Regions from separate parts of the Mus musculus genome. Here all the other regions are linked to region 3. Evidence: chromatin contacts called from public HiCAR-type and promoter capture Hi-C data. All regions are on one chromosome and are shown on one strand. Each heading gives the region's core, a stretch centred on a gene start, on an enhancer-like site or on the middle of the called end of the contact. The rest is flanking DNA. Distances are from core to core; before and after follow the strand shown. Region 1 holds the start of Rbmxl2 (RNA binding motif protein, X-linked-like 2). Region 2 holds the start of Trim12a (tripartite motif-containing 12A). Region 3 holds the start of Mrpl17 (mitochondrial ribosomal protein L17). Region 4 holds the start of Syt9 (synaptotagmin IX).

Evidence for each region. Promoter capture Hi-C pulls out the DNA fragments that hold promoters and counts their contacts. HiCAR-type assays count read pairs that join an accessible place to other places.
Region 1: a contact with region 3 is called in a HiCAR-type map of embryonic stem cells, with 6 times the contacts expected there. The contact joins the promoter of Rbmxl2 here to the promoter of Mrpl17 in region 3. A contact is called at or near these places in 7 of 39 promoter capture datasets (cranial neural crest, embryonic stem cells, hippocampal neurons and 2 more), 4 of 115 datasets of contacts at active chromatin or transcription factors (embryonic stem cells and stem cell-derived neural progenitor cells) and 1 of 9 other capture datasets (embryonic stem cells).
Region 2: a promoter capture Hi-C map of pre-B cells shows a contact between it and region 3, with 7 times the contacts expected there. The contact joins the promoter of Trim12a here to the promoter of Mrpl17 in region 3. A contact is called at or near these places in 2 of 39 promoter capture datasets (liver and pre-B cells).
Region 4: a contact with region 3 is called in a promoter capture Hi-C map of stem cell-derived epiblast-like cells, with 3 times the contacts expected there. The contact joins the promoter of Syt9 here to the promoter of Mrpl17 in region 3. A contact is called at or near these places in 4 of 39 promoter capture datasets (cranial neural crest, hippocampal neurons, liver and 1 more).

Annotation. Positions count from the first base shown.
Region 1 is chr7:107,207,788-107,211,133 of GRCm38.p6, reverse strand. Rbmxl2 (RNA binding motif protein, X-linked-like 2) reads right to left here and starts at 1,689. Exons shown (of 1, transcript NM_029660.2): 1 at 218-1,689. The coding sequence starts at 1,624. The coding sequence ends at 467.
Region 2 is chr7:104,313,139-104,316,763 of GRCm38.p6, reverse strand. It overlaps Trim12a (tripartite motif-containing 12A), which reads left to right and starts at 1,269. Exons shown (of 8, transcript NM_023835.2): 1 at 1,269-1,353. It overlaps Gm15133 (predicted gene 15133), which reads right to left and starts at 1,733. Exons shown (of 7, transcript NR_040749.1): 1 at 1,656-1,733.
Region 3 is chr7:105,809,146-105,812,350 of GRCm38.p6, reverse strand. It overlaps Mrpl17 (mitochondrial ribosomal protein L17), which reads left to right and starts at 1,264. Exons shown (of 3, transcript NM_025301.2): 1 at 1,264-1,543; 2 at 1,833-1,901; 3 at 2,207-3,205. The coding sequence starts at 1,370. The coding sequence ends at 2,494.
Region 4 is chr7:107,368,739-107,372,328 of GRCm38.p6, reverse strand. It overlaps Syt9 (synaptotagmin IX), which reads right to left and starts at 1,539. Exons shown (of 7, transcript NM_021889.4): 1 at 1,182-1,539. The coding sequence starts at 1,326.

The sequences.
Region 1 (3,346 bases), core at 440-2,939, 1.4 Mb before region 3:
CTTTGAAATGGAGTAGCAAACACCAATTCCCCCCAACTCTTTCTCCCCAATCCCCAGTTTGGTCTGAGGGGCACGATCCTTTTTCCGCTTTAGGTGGGCAAGATTTCTGTGCAAAGACCTTAGAACTGTTTGCCTCATTTATCAGGCAAATTTGGAAGGGAAGAAGCCTTTACGGGAACTATTTTGAACGAGAAGGAAGACTACTACGCAGCAGGTTCAAGTCATACTTTTAACACGAGCTTGTTGAAACGTTTAACAATTCCAAAATGAAATTAAACGAGTTTTAACTTTTTTTTTGCCTCTCAAATGCATAAAATTGCAGAGGAAGTTAACAAGGGGGGAAAAAAATCTTAAAACGGTAAAAATAAGAAAAACAACTCTTCTTAGGACTAGTCCTTGGATGAGTTACCAGGAAACTGATTCTTCTTTTTCTAGACTTCCGATGCCAGTCCTGAGGCCAGCGGGCTCAGTACCTGCTCCGGCCTCCCCCTCGCTCCAGGCGGCTTCCCACGCGGCCTCCGCCCCTCGGGGGCGCCCGGCGGCCCGAGCGGCTGTAGGAATCCCGCGGCGCCGGGCAGTTTCGTTCTACAGACGGCGGCAGCCCGCGCTCCGGCCTACCCACGCGCTCACGGCCACTCGAGTAGCGCTCGCTGCGGTAGCTGTCGCGGCCGCCATAGCCGTCGGGCGAGCAGCCTCGGTACTCGTCATAGCGGCCCCCGCCGTAAGATGGCGGTGGCCCTCGGGCAGGACCGGCGCCACGCGGGTCCCCGTAGCTGTCGAAGGGGTCGCGGTAGGAGCCTCCGCTAGGATGCTCGTAGTCGCGCTCGCGGCCGCCGTAGCCGTCGCGCTCACAGTAGCCCCGGGAAGGGCATTCGTCTCGCGCGCTCGAGTGGCCATAGTCGCGGTAGGTGTAGTCGCGGGGCGAGGGCGCGAAGTCGCGCGGGTCCCGGGCGCTCGGGTAGTCGCGGCTCGAATAGCTCTCCCGGGGCGAGTAGCCCTCGTCGCGCGGGCCCAGGTACGGGTCGCGGCGCGGCGGTGGCAGCTCCCGGCGCGGCGGGCCCCCGTAGCCGTCTCGTCCCCGGGAGCCCGCCGCCCGCCCGCGAATTCCCGCGCCGCTGCGCGCGGGGCCCGACGGCGCTGCTCTTTTGGGCGGAGGCCCGGCCCGGCGCGGCGGCGGCCCGCGCTTCAGTGGCATGGGGGCCCGCGAAGGCCGCAGGTCGAAATCCCCCGTGTAGCCGCCTTCGTCGGCCGACCCGCCCCGGGAGGGAGGGCGCCTCGGGCCGCCGCCACGGGTCCCGCGCAGGCCCCTCGGGCGGCCGCGGCTTCGGGGAGGAGGGGGCCCGCGCCGGCCGCTCTCGAACACCGGCTTGGTGGCTTGGGCCACTTTGATGGCCTTACCATCCAGGGACTTGCCGTTCATGTCTCGGGCTGCGGCCTTGGCGTCCGCGGGGTTCTCGAAGGTGACGAAGGCGAAGCCTCTGGACTTGGAGGTTTCCCGGTCCTTCATCAGGAGCACCTCGATGATGCGGCCATACTTGCCGAAAGCGGTTTCGAGGCCCTTCTCGTCGGTCTCGAGGTTGAGACCGCCGATGAAGAGCTTCCCTGGACGGTCGGCTTCAACCATGTCGGCAGCAGCGACGGCAGCAGCGGCGATTGAGGTGGTGAAGAGCCGAGAGACGGCGCGACACTGAGCTCCTCGGCTGGTCCAGACCGCCTCCTACCGGTCGGGGAGCGCTGTGCGTAGGCGGGAGGGCGGAAGGCAGGGCCCGGCGGCCCCTGAGCCACGGGCGACTCCTGCCTGTGATTGGTCGGCAGGTCCGCACCTCAAGCGAGTGTCTCGGGGAGGCGGAAACTGGTTTGTGGCTTCGGTGGGCTCTCCCGGCTCACTCTGCTGGCCCTGGCTTCACGTGTGGGCCCCGTCCCAGAAGCGCGGCTGAATTCAAAAGCCGTTAGGCGAAGAAGAAAGAAAGTTCCATTGCTCTTAATGAGAAGAATCCCAAAGCATTCCAAACCTAGTTACCCACACGAGTTTAAAACAAACAAACAAACAAACAAACAACCCCCTGGAAAATGAAATTAGGAGTCGTTTAAAAGATTTAGAACGGAGTTTGTATATAAAGCTTAGTCATGAGATGCGGGGTTTATTTTTTCCCCTGAAGGGAAGAAGGTGTTGGAAGGGGAATCAACAGTGGAATAGATGGATTTACTTATTATTATTATTATTATTATTATTATTATTATTATTATTATTATTTACTTAAACCTTTGTCCGTTTGGTCTCATATGTGTACACGAAAATGGTTTTCACATTTCTTCCTGCCAGTTTGTAAGGTTTAATCCTAACCATGATTATCTTGTCTATTTCTCCTCCTTTTTAAAACTTCTCTTATAAAATGGTTTGTCATATTTTTCCTCAGCTGTGGAAGAAGTTTCTTATTCCATTTTCTCTAATGTTCTCTAAGTTTATAAATGTGCTTAGTTTGATGCCTAATCTTTCACGGGTGTGTGTATCCATGTAACCATGACCCCCACACGTCAAGATGCCTACCAGTCCCCTCACTGGAACTCTCCCATTGTATTTCCATCAGAACAGTGCCTGCTTTCCTCACAATTGGGCTCACTGTTTTCTCATCTACCACAAGTGGAATTTTCCTGTTCTTTGGCTTTATATACATTTACTTCTGTAATCACAATGAACTCTTGTGATTTTGCTGATTCACCCAGCATATTTTGTGATTTATCTATGTGACTAGTGTGATATTTTTAAAATATTTCTTATATAGTTCTTTTGCATCCTTTCTCCCTCTCTTTGGTGAACATTGGAACATCCACCACTCTGGAGAGTGCCTCCTTCCTAACCAAATCATTTAGGAAACCTGACCCCAAAATACATTTGGATTCCATTTAATTCCATTTTGCACTGTTAACACCTTCATACAAGCTACAGACATATAACACAGTCTTTGTCTAGGCTTCTTGGTATAGGGCTTCCTAAAACCCTTAGCATTTCTGGGAAAGAATGCCTTTTGTTATTTCTAGGACATACTTGGTGCCCAAGGATGACGCGATGGTTTGAATGAGAATGGCCCTATAGAATAATAGTTGAATGCTTACTCACCAGGGAGTGGAACGGTTGAGAAGGATTGGGAGGTGTGATCTTGTTGGAACAGTTGTGTCACTGGGTGTGTGCTTTAAGGTTTCAAAAACCCATGCCAGGCCCAGTGTCTTTCTCTCTCTGTCATCTTCCCTACACCCCCATCTTTGACAAGGATCAGAATGTAACTGTCACTTATTACTCTCGTGCCATGCATGCCTGCCTGCCACACTCTTCACCTCGATGATAATG
Region 2 (3,625 bases), core at 20-2,519, 1.5 Mb after region 3:
CTAAGGGAGCTAGAGCTCATTTAGGGTCAGGCTATCAGAAAGGAAGAAGAGTATAAGACAGTTGTAAGTATGTGAAATAAATTCAAACTACAGAGTTATGTCTGCTGTCACTCATCATTCCATATTTCAGAAGACAGAGACTGTAGGGAAATAATTAGAGAGGCAAACAGGAAAGGGGATGAGACAGGTGATGGTGGCTTCTCCAACATTCACTCACACAACTGACTTTCTTTAATTAATTTGTGATTTATTTATTTATTCTTCTCTTTCTTTCTCCCTTCCTTTTCTCTTTGGAAAGCTTCAGGTGTTTCCCATGCCATGCTGATGTCAGTCACCATGGCTGAGGATGGCTTTGACCTCCTGATCCTCATGCAGCCAGCTGCAAGGCAGTGGCATCCTGTGCCGGTTTGAATAACAATGGCCCCAAAGCCTAAGATCTTTTGAATACTTGGTTCTCAGCTATCAGGACACTGTTCAGGAAAGATTAGGAGTGTGGCATTCTTGAAGAAGGTATGGCATGGGTGTAAGCTTTCAAGATTCAATAGATTCTGACCACCAACACCATTCTCTCTCTGCCTCAGGTTTCTGTCAAGATTGTGTCTCCAGTTGTGACTTCTCACTTTCTGCTCCAGCACCATGTCTCCCTGCCTGTTATCAGGCTCTCCACTGTGGTGGTCATGAACTCTAACCCATAGGAACTGTGAGTGCCAAATTAAACACTCTACTTGTAACTTGTCCTAGTCATGGTATTTATCAGAGCAGTAGAAGAGTAAAGAAGATAGACCACAGGGGCCACCACAGCTGGTTTTGTACACTTCTGAGGACCATCCCAGTGCTTCATGCTTGATAGGCAAGCACTATGTCAACAGAACCTCATTCCCAGCTCTACAGATTTCCCCCTTCTAATCCGTTAGTGCTGAGTCACTATATAGGTGTTCAATACACCTCTAAGCCAAATAGGAACCTCCAAGACATTCTGGTGAGGGACTCCTAAAAGGGAGGAAATGAATGGGTGGATCATATCAGCACTGGAAAAGGACTAAGTCTGTTCGTTCAGCCACATAATACATAATCTGGAGGAGACCATGGGGCAGCTGGTGAGCCCTCTACAGCTCATTACTCTCTGCTGTGAGGGTGGTGAGGTGTTTCTGCCTGGCTCTGCACATAACTCCTCCCCAGTTTCCAGAGCCAGCCAATGCTGATATGAGGGTAACTTCCTCAGTCAGTGGGGTTCTGCAGGCTTATGCAAAGGCATCTCATTGGTCTGTAGAGTTGTGGTTTCTGTTTCATTTCCAGAGCTCAAACTTTCCTTTCTCTAGATTTTAGCCGGAAATACCTTGAAGTTCTGGATTGGTGAGTTAATTCTCCCTGGTTTACAACTTTCTGGCGTCTGATAAAGGGCTGAGCAATTTTAGGGGGCAGATTTTTGAAGACTTTGAAAGGAGAACATTGCTTTTGTTTGGGTGAGTTTATCCTGTAAAAGCGGGGGAGGGAAAGGGGGACGGGCTGCCGGCCTCTGGCTGAAAATGCAAATGGGGGAGCTTGAGGGAGGTGCCTCCTCAACAACAACAACAACAAAAAACTACTTTAAAGATGCCTGTTGTCCAGATTTAGTCTCCCCCTTCCGATTCACAATCTGTAATTTTGAATCGTACCTTGTCGACGAGATCCAGAACTTTGTTGTCTATGACAGTCATTCTTTTTCCAGGCAGCAAAGCTGGATCAGAGCCTCTGCTTTTTACTGCGTTTTTGTGTGATAAAGTGGTACTTCCGCATACTCTAGGGCTGTGGTTCTTTACCGGATCAGACCCGTTTGAATGACCTTTTCACGGGAGTTTCACTTTAGATATCTCGCATGTCATACATTCATATTATGATTCAAAACTGTAGAAAAATATAGTTAAGAGGAAGCAAAGACCACAGTTTTATGGTTGCGGTCAATACAACACGAGAAAGTTTTCTAAAGAGTTGCAGCATTAGGAAAGTTGCAAAATACTCCTCTAAGAGAACCAGAGTTTCTCTCAGTTTAGTAACAAAGACTGAGAGCCTGTTATTTAGTCATCGACCCTGTTTGACAGTCCCAAGCCCGGGAATAACTTCAGCTATTTCCTTCTCCTTCAGATATTTTCTCCATACCAATATAAACTTCAGCCCAGCTTGAGATTCCAGATACACAGGAGCAGAAGGATTATAAATTGATGGCCATCATCAGCAACTCAATAAGACTCATTCATAGAATATTTTTTTAAAAGACATCTGTGACTTAGTTCAGTGATAGGGTACTTTTCAATCTTTGGGTTCAGTTCCCACGCAGAGGGGAAGGGGTGTTTGAAGATGGGAAAACTACTATGAGCATGCTCCAGTGACACATCTGAAGATTTCCCCCAAAGTGCCAACTTTTGTAAGGTTTCTTGGAGAGAGGATATGTTTTATGTTGCCCAGACTGGTCTTCAGCTCTTCCGACAGCCCCACTTCCAAGTCTCTGTAGTGTCAGGAGCACATGACTGCAACAGCCTCTTTCTACCTTTAAAGAATGAAAATTAAATTTTTGTTTGATGTTTAAAATGTCAAATTAAAAAAAAAAAGTTTGAGAGAGAGATGTGTGATTAGGGATATCATGGCTTTGCTCAAGCTGATCTAGGTGCCCAGAAGACATCCTGTCAAGGTTGATTTTGTGGGTTTTGCTTTCTCAACAATTGGTTCTTGTCCCTGTTCATAAGCCAGTGCTTTCATTCTTGAATTTGCTTGAGTTATCCTCCCCTCCAGAGACAGAGACAAAGAACAACAGCTCTGATTGTTCATTACATTTTACTTGGGTCTTTCTCATCAGCTTTCTCTTCCCTTCTGATAACTTTTGGTTTAGTTATTTTTTGTCTACTTGCCTGAGGCCAAGTATTAAGTTATTTACTTGAGATAATGTTTCTTTGTGTAATGTAGTCCTGGCAGGCTTCCCTCTTAGACTATCTAGACTGCTGAATTTGCTGAGACGTGTGCTCCCCTCTTAGACTGTCTGGAGCATAGAGTGGAATGCTGAGGTGTGTCCATCCATTATCATTTCATTTTTCAAAAACCTCCCTTTGATTTCTTCTTTGCTCATTGGTTTAGAGAATGGTGTATAATTTCCATATTTGTGAAATTTTTTCCAAATCTCTCTTTTGGTGATTTCTAATTTCATACCATTGTGGTTACAAAAGATGTTTCATATCATTTCATTCTTGATACATTATTAAAACCTCTTTTGTGGCCCTTCAGATGATCCTTCCAGAACAATGCTCTCCATGCGTATGCCGCTGTCTTTGGGAGTGTCCTGTGGCAGTTCAAGATCAGTTCCTTAATGACATCCTCTCTGCTTTCTTTTCTGCTTCATCTTCTTTTTTTTTTTTTTAAGATTTATTTATTTATTATATTTACATATACTGTAGCTATCTTCAGACACTCCAGAAGAGGGCATCAGATCTTGTTACAGATGGTTGTGAGCCACCATGTGGTTGCTGGGATTTGAACTCCGGACCTTCGGAAGAGCAGTCGGGTGCTCTTACCCACTGAGCCATCTCACCAGCCCCTGCTTCATCTTCTTGTGGAACACTCATAAGAAGTATACTGATTTTCTAAATAATGCCCCATA
Region 3 (3,205 bases), core at 15-2,514:
AAGAAAAAGTATTCATCCACCCAGAGACCTAGGGAAGAACCAAACTGTAGTGCCGAAAATAAATAAAAAAAATTCAATGAGATGGTTCCTAGTGATATTCTGCTAGATTCATAGATTGGTGCCTAACTCAGTCGTCATCAGAGAGGCTGCCTCTTGCAGCTGATGGGAGATGTAGAGGCCCACTGACAAACATTAAGAGGAGAAAGAACCTGGGTTGGAGGCCTACATAAGGTCCCGCCCCTTGGAGCTCGGGAAACCCAGCAGAAGACAAGGAAGAATAATTGTGGGAGCCAGAGGGGTCGAACACAGGTGAGGACAGCCTGTAGAATCAACTGAGCAGGGCTTATGGAAGCTCAAAGAAGGGGCAATCATGGAGCCCTCAAGGTTCTGCCCTAGGTTGTCTGCAAATGTGTTATAGTTTGTTGGCTTGGTTTTTTGGGAGGACTCCTAATAGTGGGAGATGGGATGTCTCTGACTTTTTTGCCTGCTCTTGGGACTCTTTTCCTCCTAGTGAGTTTCCTTGTCCACACTTGATGTTAGGGTTTGTGCCTGGTTTTTGTTTTTTTGTTGGTTGTTGTTGTTGTTTGTTTGTTTTTTGCCCCACCCCCTTGTGCCTGGTTTTATTGTGCTTTGGTTGATGTCCCTAGGAGGTCTGCTCTTTTCTAGGGGGAGAAAGGGGAGAAAGGAGAGTGGGGGCTGGGAGGAGTGATGGGAGAGGAGGCTGCAGTCTGGGTATATTGTATGAGAAAAGAATAATTTTTTTTTTTTAAATGTCAGGTATTTGTCCATTACTTTAGCTTTTAGTGCTAACTTAGGTTTTTATTTATGTCAATAAAAGAACATAATACCTGCAGCTTTCCTGGACATAATTTATCTCACTATCACTAATAAAGACTGGGTTTAAACTGGCATCGTCACAAAACCAGCCAGGACTGCAACTCCTCAGGCAAGAGCGCCACATTCCACCACAGGCCCACCCCTCTGACGCAGTTCTCCTCAGGTACTCACTTTCCCGGCATGCTCCGCCCGGAAGGCGCCTCCTCCAAGAACGCCCCAGCCAGCCGACGCAGTGCAAGAGAAACCCGGCAGGGGGCGCCGAGATCCCAGTTCGCCACAGAGCACCGCAGACCTTGAGGCCCGCCCAGCTCGTCGCTCCAGAAACGTCAACACGTCGGGCCGCCCTCCCTCAGACTGCCAGCTAGGCAGGCTCTGATGCGCACGCGCAAACGCGGTAGCCACGCGCCGAGTTACTGCGCATGCGTCCTCTGAGACGTGCCTCCGCCCCTCTGCTCCCCCTCTCCCCGCGCGCGCACACACAGCTCGGAGTTTCCCTTTCCGGGCCCCCGAGAGGAGGGGCTGAGGTGAGAGCATGAGGTTGTCGCTGGCTGCCGCTATCTCCCACGGCCGCGTCTACCGCCGCCTGGGCCTGGGTCCGGAGTCCCGCATCCATCTGCTGCGGAACTTGCTCACGGGCCTAGTTCGCCACGAACGCATCGAGGCGACATGGGCACGCGCGGACGAGATGAGGGGCTACGCGGAGAAGGTGAGAGCCAAGCTATTCACCGCCGGGTCCAGCCTCAGACCGCCGCTCTGGCCGTGTGTGGGGAGTAGGGCCACGCTGGGAGAACTTTCCACGGTAGCGAATTCCCGTGTGGCACTCAGCTGAACGCGTCACTCCTGCGCAGCAAATGGAAGGCTGGTTGGGGCTCCGAAGGAAGGAGCGCCCAGAATTAGCTTAGCTGGTGGGATGGTTGGATGAAGGTAAGACAGAAGAGTAAGGTGGGCGCCTCGGTTCTTGACTCGTCTTGCATCCATGTGTTTTGTCCTCACAGCTCATCGATTATGGAAAGCTGGGCGACACCAACGAACGAGCCATGCGTATGGCTGACTTCTGGCTCACAGTGAGTGCTCCCTACCTGCTAGTGAGGAAGGAATCCTTAGAGAACCGGGTACCTGGCAGATTGAAGGCAGGGCATTCTTTTATGTACCAGACTTGCGAACTACCTTAGACACGTATTTCTCTTATTTGACTTGGGTAAAATGAGCATCCGCATAACTTCCTGTAAGTGTTTCTGTGTAACTTGGTACCTGAATGGGTGGTGGGAAAGCCTGTGAAGATGGTTTTGAACCCTACCTCTGGGAATAATCTATAGTTAAATGCCTCTACAGTTGTGACTATTTTTTCTGATTAACTCTCCCCATCTAGGAGAAGGACTTGATCCCAAAGCTGTTTAAAGTGCTAGCGCCTCGGTTCCAAGGTCAGAATGGGAACTACACAAGAATGCTACAGATCCCGAATCGGAAGGAGCAAGATCGGGCCAAGATGGCGGTGATAGAATATAAAGGGAACTACCTCCCTCCCCTGCCTCTGCCTCACAGAGACAGCAACCTTACTCTCCTAAACCAGCTGCTCCTGGGACTGCAGCAGGACCTGCACCATAACCAGGACGCAAGCCTCCACAGCTCCTGTACAGTTCAAACACCAAAGACTTAACTGGAGCTGGAGAGTGGTGCATAGGTGTGGTGCCCGTGTTCGTGGGTCTTGGAGCTCGTGTAGTGTGTGAGGCCTGGAAGTAGCATTGTAAAGCCCCCTCATAATGAGACCCAGACCTCCCTGCTGACTCACACGATCCTCTTTGCACAGAAGATAAAAGTCTTAATATGAATATAAGATATTGACTTTCTTGTCCTTCCCTAGGATTTATGGAAAGTAAGAGGCATCCAGATGCTCAGCCTCCTAAGACAGTAAATTCACAACTTAGGTTCTAAATTCTAGGTCTAGTTTTGCTTGTTTGTTGGAGGGGAGGGGATCTTGCTGTGTAATCCAGACTATATCCACCATGCAGCAGTCCTCCTGTCCCTGTGTTCCCAAGTGTTCACCACCACACAGTGCCAGTTTGCTTTGGTTTTGTTTTTTCTGAGACAGTTTCTTTGACTGTCTTAGAACTCTGTTTGTAGACCAGGTTGGCCTTGAACTAAGCGATCCACCTGCCTCTGCCTCCTCAGTACTAGGATTAAAGGTATGGGGCACTACCTCCTGGCTCAGTTTGCTTATCTCAACACTAATTTAGATGGGCCCTGTACCTCTTGATTCCAAACCATCTTCCTATGGTGACTGGCTGACGTCCAGCATAGAGACCCACCGTTGGAATTCCTTTTTTGCTTTTATAAGTTATACATGAGAATCTTTATGAATCCTATGAGA
Region 4 (3,590 bases), core at 290-2,789, 1.6 Mb before region 3:
AGTACAGAAAAATGTGACAAACTTTTAACACCTGCCTTTGCCACACACACTGAGCATTGTCCTATTAAAGGTAGGTTGTTTAAATGGGCTCGTTCCTAGTTAAAAGTCAAGTCACTCTTTATCCTTTGTAAATGTATTTTTATAGAATGAACTGGCTTGAAATGAGAAATGCTCACATTTACTTGTTTGCACAGCAATTGCTTATTGCCAATGTCTGCACACAGGAACATCAAGGCAAAGGCCATTCTTTCATCCCTCTTTTAACAGTCTAACCATGATTTGCCTTTTAACATTTAAAACACTTAGACTGGAAAAATATTCGAGATTATGAGTCCTCCAGCCTAGAAGATGCTCAGGAAATATCCAAAAGGAATGAATGCATCTTTCCAGTGCCCAATGATGAGTAAGAAAACAGTAGGACTTGCAAACTGCTCAAATAAAACACCTTCCTCTGACCTTAATTGGTCAGATGCCAAAGTAAGCGAACTTTACAAAGTTAGGAGCCTCACAACTTTCACTAGGACAACTGCCAGCTGCAGCAAGCCCACCACTCTAGTGTGCCAAGCTATCACTGCGAGACAAACTGGGAGCCAAGGCCTCATTGCCTAAGCACCTTGAGACATGAAAGGAGAGGGTTCAGGCCCAGCCGCTCTAGTCGTGTGACTCTGGGGCCCGGCCCCAGACAAGATCTTGTCTGGTCCTTTCCACAGTAGAGCCTGGGGGGAAACTGGGCACTCAGGTTGAGCAGCTTCGGGTGGAAATCAGCCCGGCTGTGCCAAACTCCCAACTTCACAGAGTTTCCTTGGCTCTCAGATCCCACTCCCAGCTCCGAGGCCTCCGTGGCCTCGCCTGGCTCCCGGGCGCTCGCGAGTGAAGTGGCGGGCGCAGCCCCGAGCTCAGGAGCCGCCCCCAGGAGCCCAGCGCAGGTGGCGGGCGTGGTTCCTCCAAGCCTGCCCCAGCCCACCCTGGCTCGGCCTCCGCGCGGCAGCCTCCGCCCGAGTTCGCCGGGTTCCAGCATCAGGCCGTGGTGCGCTGGTTGTGGAGACCTACTTGGGCTCAATGGTCACCCATTGCCCTCCTCCAGTCTGCGTCGCTCTCCTGCCTCAGGCCCTGGCTAGGTCCCCAAGTCCCCATTTCAGGGCCCTCGAGTCGCGCCCGCCAGCGGCGGCGGCCGCGCTTACCTGGGTCGCGGAGCCGGGGTCTGGCACGGTCCCGCAGGTGGTAGATGAAATCTTGGCAGCTGTCGTGCTCCAGGGCCCCTCGGGCACAGAGCTCGGCCAGCAGCTGCAGCGCCTGGTGACAGAGCGCGTCCCTGGCCCCGGGCATCGCCCCCCCGCATCCTCGGACCGCGCCGGGCAGGCGGGCGCGGGAGAAAGCCCTCCGCCTGCCAGCTCAGAGCTGCCGCCGCCGCCGCCGCCACCGGCCGGTCCGCGCTCCCCACCCGAGCCGCAGCGCCAGCCGGGTCGGCCTCCCACCGGTTGCATGCAGCTCTCGGAGAGCCGCTCGCTCGGGCTTTCTCCGTCTCCCGCGCGGCCCCTCGTCCCTCCCTCGGCGCGGAGGGGAGGCGGCGCCGCACAGCCCAGCGCGCCTCTCCGCGCTCCGCCCGCTACTCGCGGCCGCCGGGGGCGGGGCCGGGTCAGGGGTGCGCGCCGCGGGCGGGGGTTTGCCGCGGCCGCCGCAGAGCAGGCGCGCCAGGTAGGGACCCGGGACGGGGGCGCTCGCCCACTGCAGGAGAAGCGCCTGATTCCGCTCCGGACCCTGCGCTGTGAGCGGCCGCGCCCAGGATCAGGAAGTACGAGCTGGTGCGCGTGCTAGACGCTCTTGGCACCCCATTTCTCCGCCCAGATGCAAACCTAGCATCCCTCAGGGCTCTGGAGCCACGCGTGGGTCCAAAGCACGTTCTCGGTTGTATGGAGCGAAGGCTGGAGGGTAGACTACACCTGCCGAGATCTCAGTACCTTCTTTAAACTTGGAAAGCGCGGTCTGAGCAGAAACCGCGGGCCCAGGGGTGTCACGCGCCCAAATGCGGGGTTTAGAGCCAAGATTTTCCAACAAAGAATGGATGCACAGCGTGATGGTGATTTGGAGAAGGTGGAGGCTCAGATAAGAAATGAGGACAGATGTATGGCCCTCCGGAAAGACGCTGAGGCTCACCTGGAGCTTTGCAGGTCCTGATTGGTTTTCTAAGAAGCTGATTGGAAATGCGAAGGTTGCCAGCATTTCCCTGGCACAGGAGACAGAGGATCCAGAATTTGTGGATGTTTGGAAAGACCTCAGTCACCTCTCATCTACCCATCTCTTCATTTTTTTAGGCACTCAGCCCAGAAATAACCACAAATTATTTAGCTTGTTTGTGTGCCCAAGGCACTGTGCCACAGCCTTTTGTATAGTTTCATTTAATTCTCTAGATAGAGAGCCTTAAACGTGTGTGTGTGTGTGTGTGTGTGTGTGTGTGTGTGTGTGTGTGTGTGATCTCCACGCTGCCACTAAAACAACAGACTCAAGAGAGGTGGTACTTGCCTAAGTTCATAAGAGACTTCTCCCCCACCCTCTCTCTCCCTGCCTCTCATCCACCCGCTCCTCTTTTTCTTTCTCCCTGATTCTCTTACATATTTATGTAATCCTAATGTCAAACTTCATTCTAGAACAATTAGCTAGGACTCTTACCCATAAGGATGTGCTGTCTAAGAATCATATTGCAAATAAGGAATATTTGCTCAACAGACAAAACTTGAAGTTGTGTGGTGAGCAGTGCTGGGTTTGGTGGAGTTTATATTAGAGTAATAGAGAATGGGCAGCTGTAGTTATAAAGGTAAATCCAGATAGCTGTGGAAAGGCACGTAGAGTCTATTTTGGGTTTCTATTTTTAGTTTGTTTGGTTTTTTTTTTTTTTCCCCACTTCCTAAACTTTTTCCTTTAAAACTAAGGCCCAGGGCTGGGGTGCAGATTAATTGGAAGAGTTGCTTATCTACCATACTCAAGGCTCTGGATTTCATCTAGAAACAAACAAACCCAGTATAGTGGCATAAGCCTGCAATCCGAGTGCTCTGAGGTTCAAGGTCATCCTTGGCTACATTCTGAAGTAGTCTGGGCAACACATGCCTCAAACAAACAAACAAAAACACCTAAGACAAACACAGCACACTGTGAAGGAGGGAACCAGCTGAGAACGAGCCAGTCCAGGAGACTGAGCAGGTGCTCTTCCAAAGGGGGGGAGGGTGGAGGGGGGACCACCAATGGCCATGACGCAGAGAAGGATGGTGTATGAAGAGGGGAAGTGCTTGTTCAAACCAATAGCAGTGTAACTCTTATGAGATGATGTCAGAAAGCTGAAAGCTGTGAATTCCGTTAGTAATAACTGGAAGAGATTAAAATCTGGTGATAGCCTAGACCAGACAGAAGCAAATGCTGACTTGGGAAACAGTCAAATTTGAAAGGCATTTTAAATATTAGGAAGACTGTAATGGATAGAATCTGAAAGAAAGAAAAGTAGCAACATGTGAAGAGGGGTGCTGGGTTTGGTAGCCCAAACTTGTAATCTCAGTCCTCAGAAAAGTAGAGGCAGAAGAATTCATTCAAGTTCAAAGCCA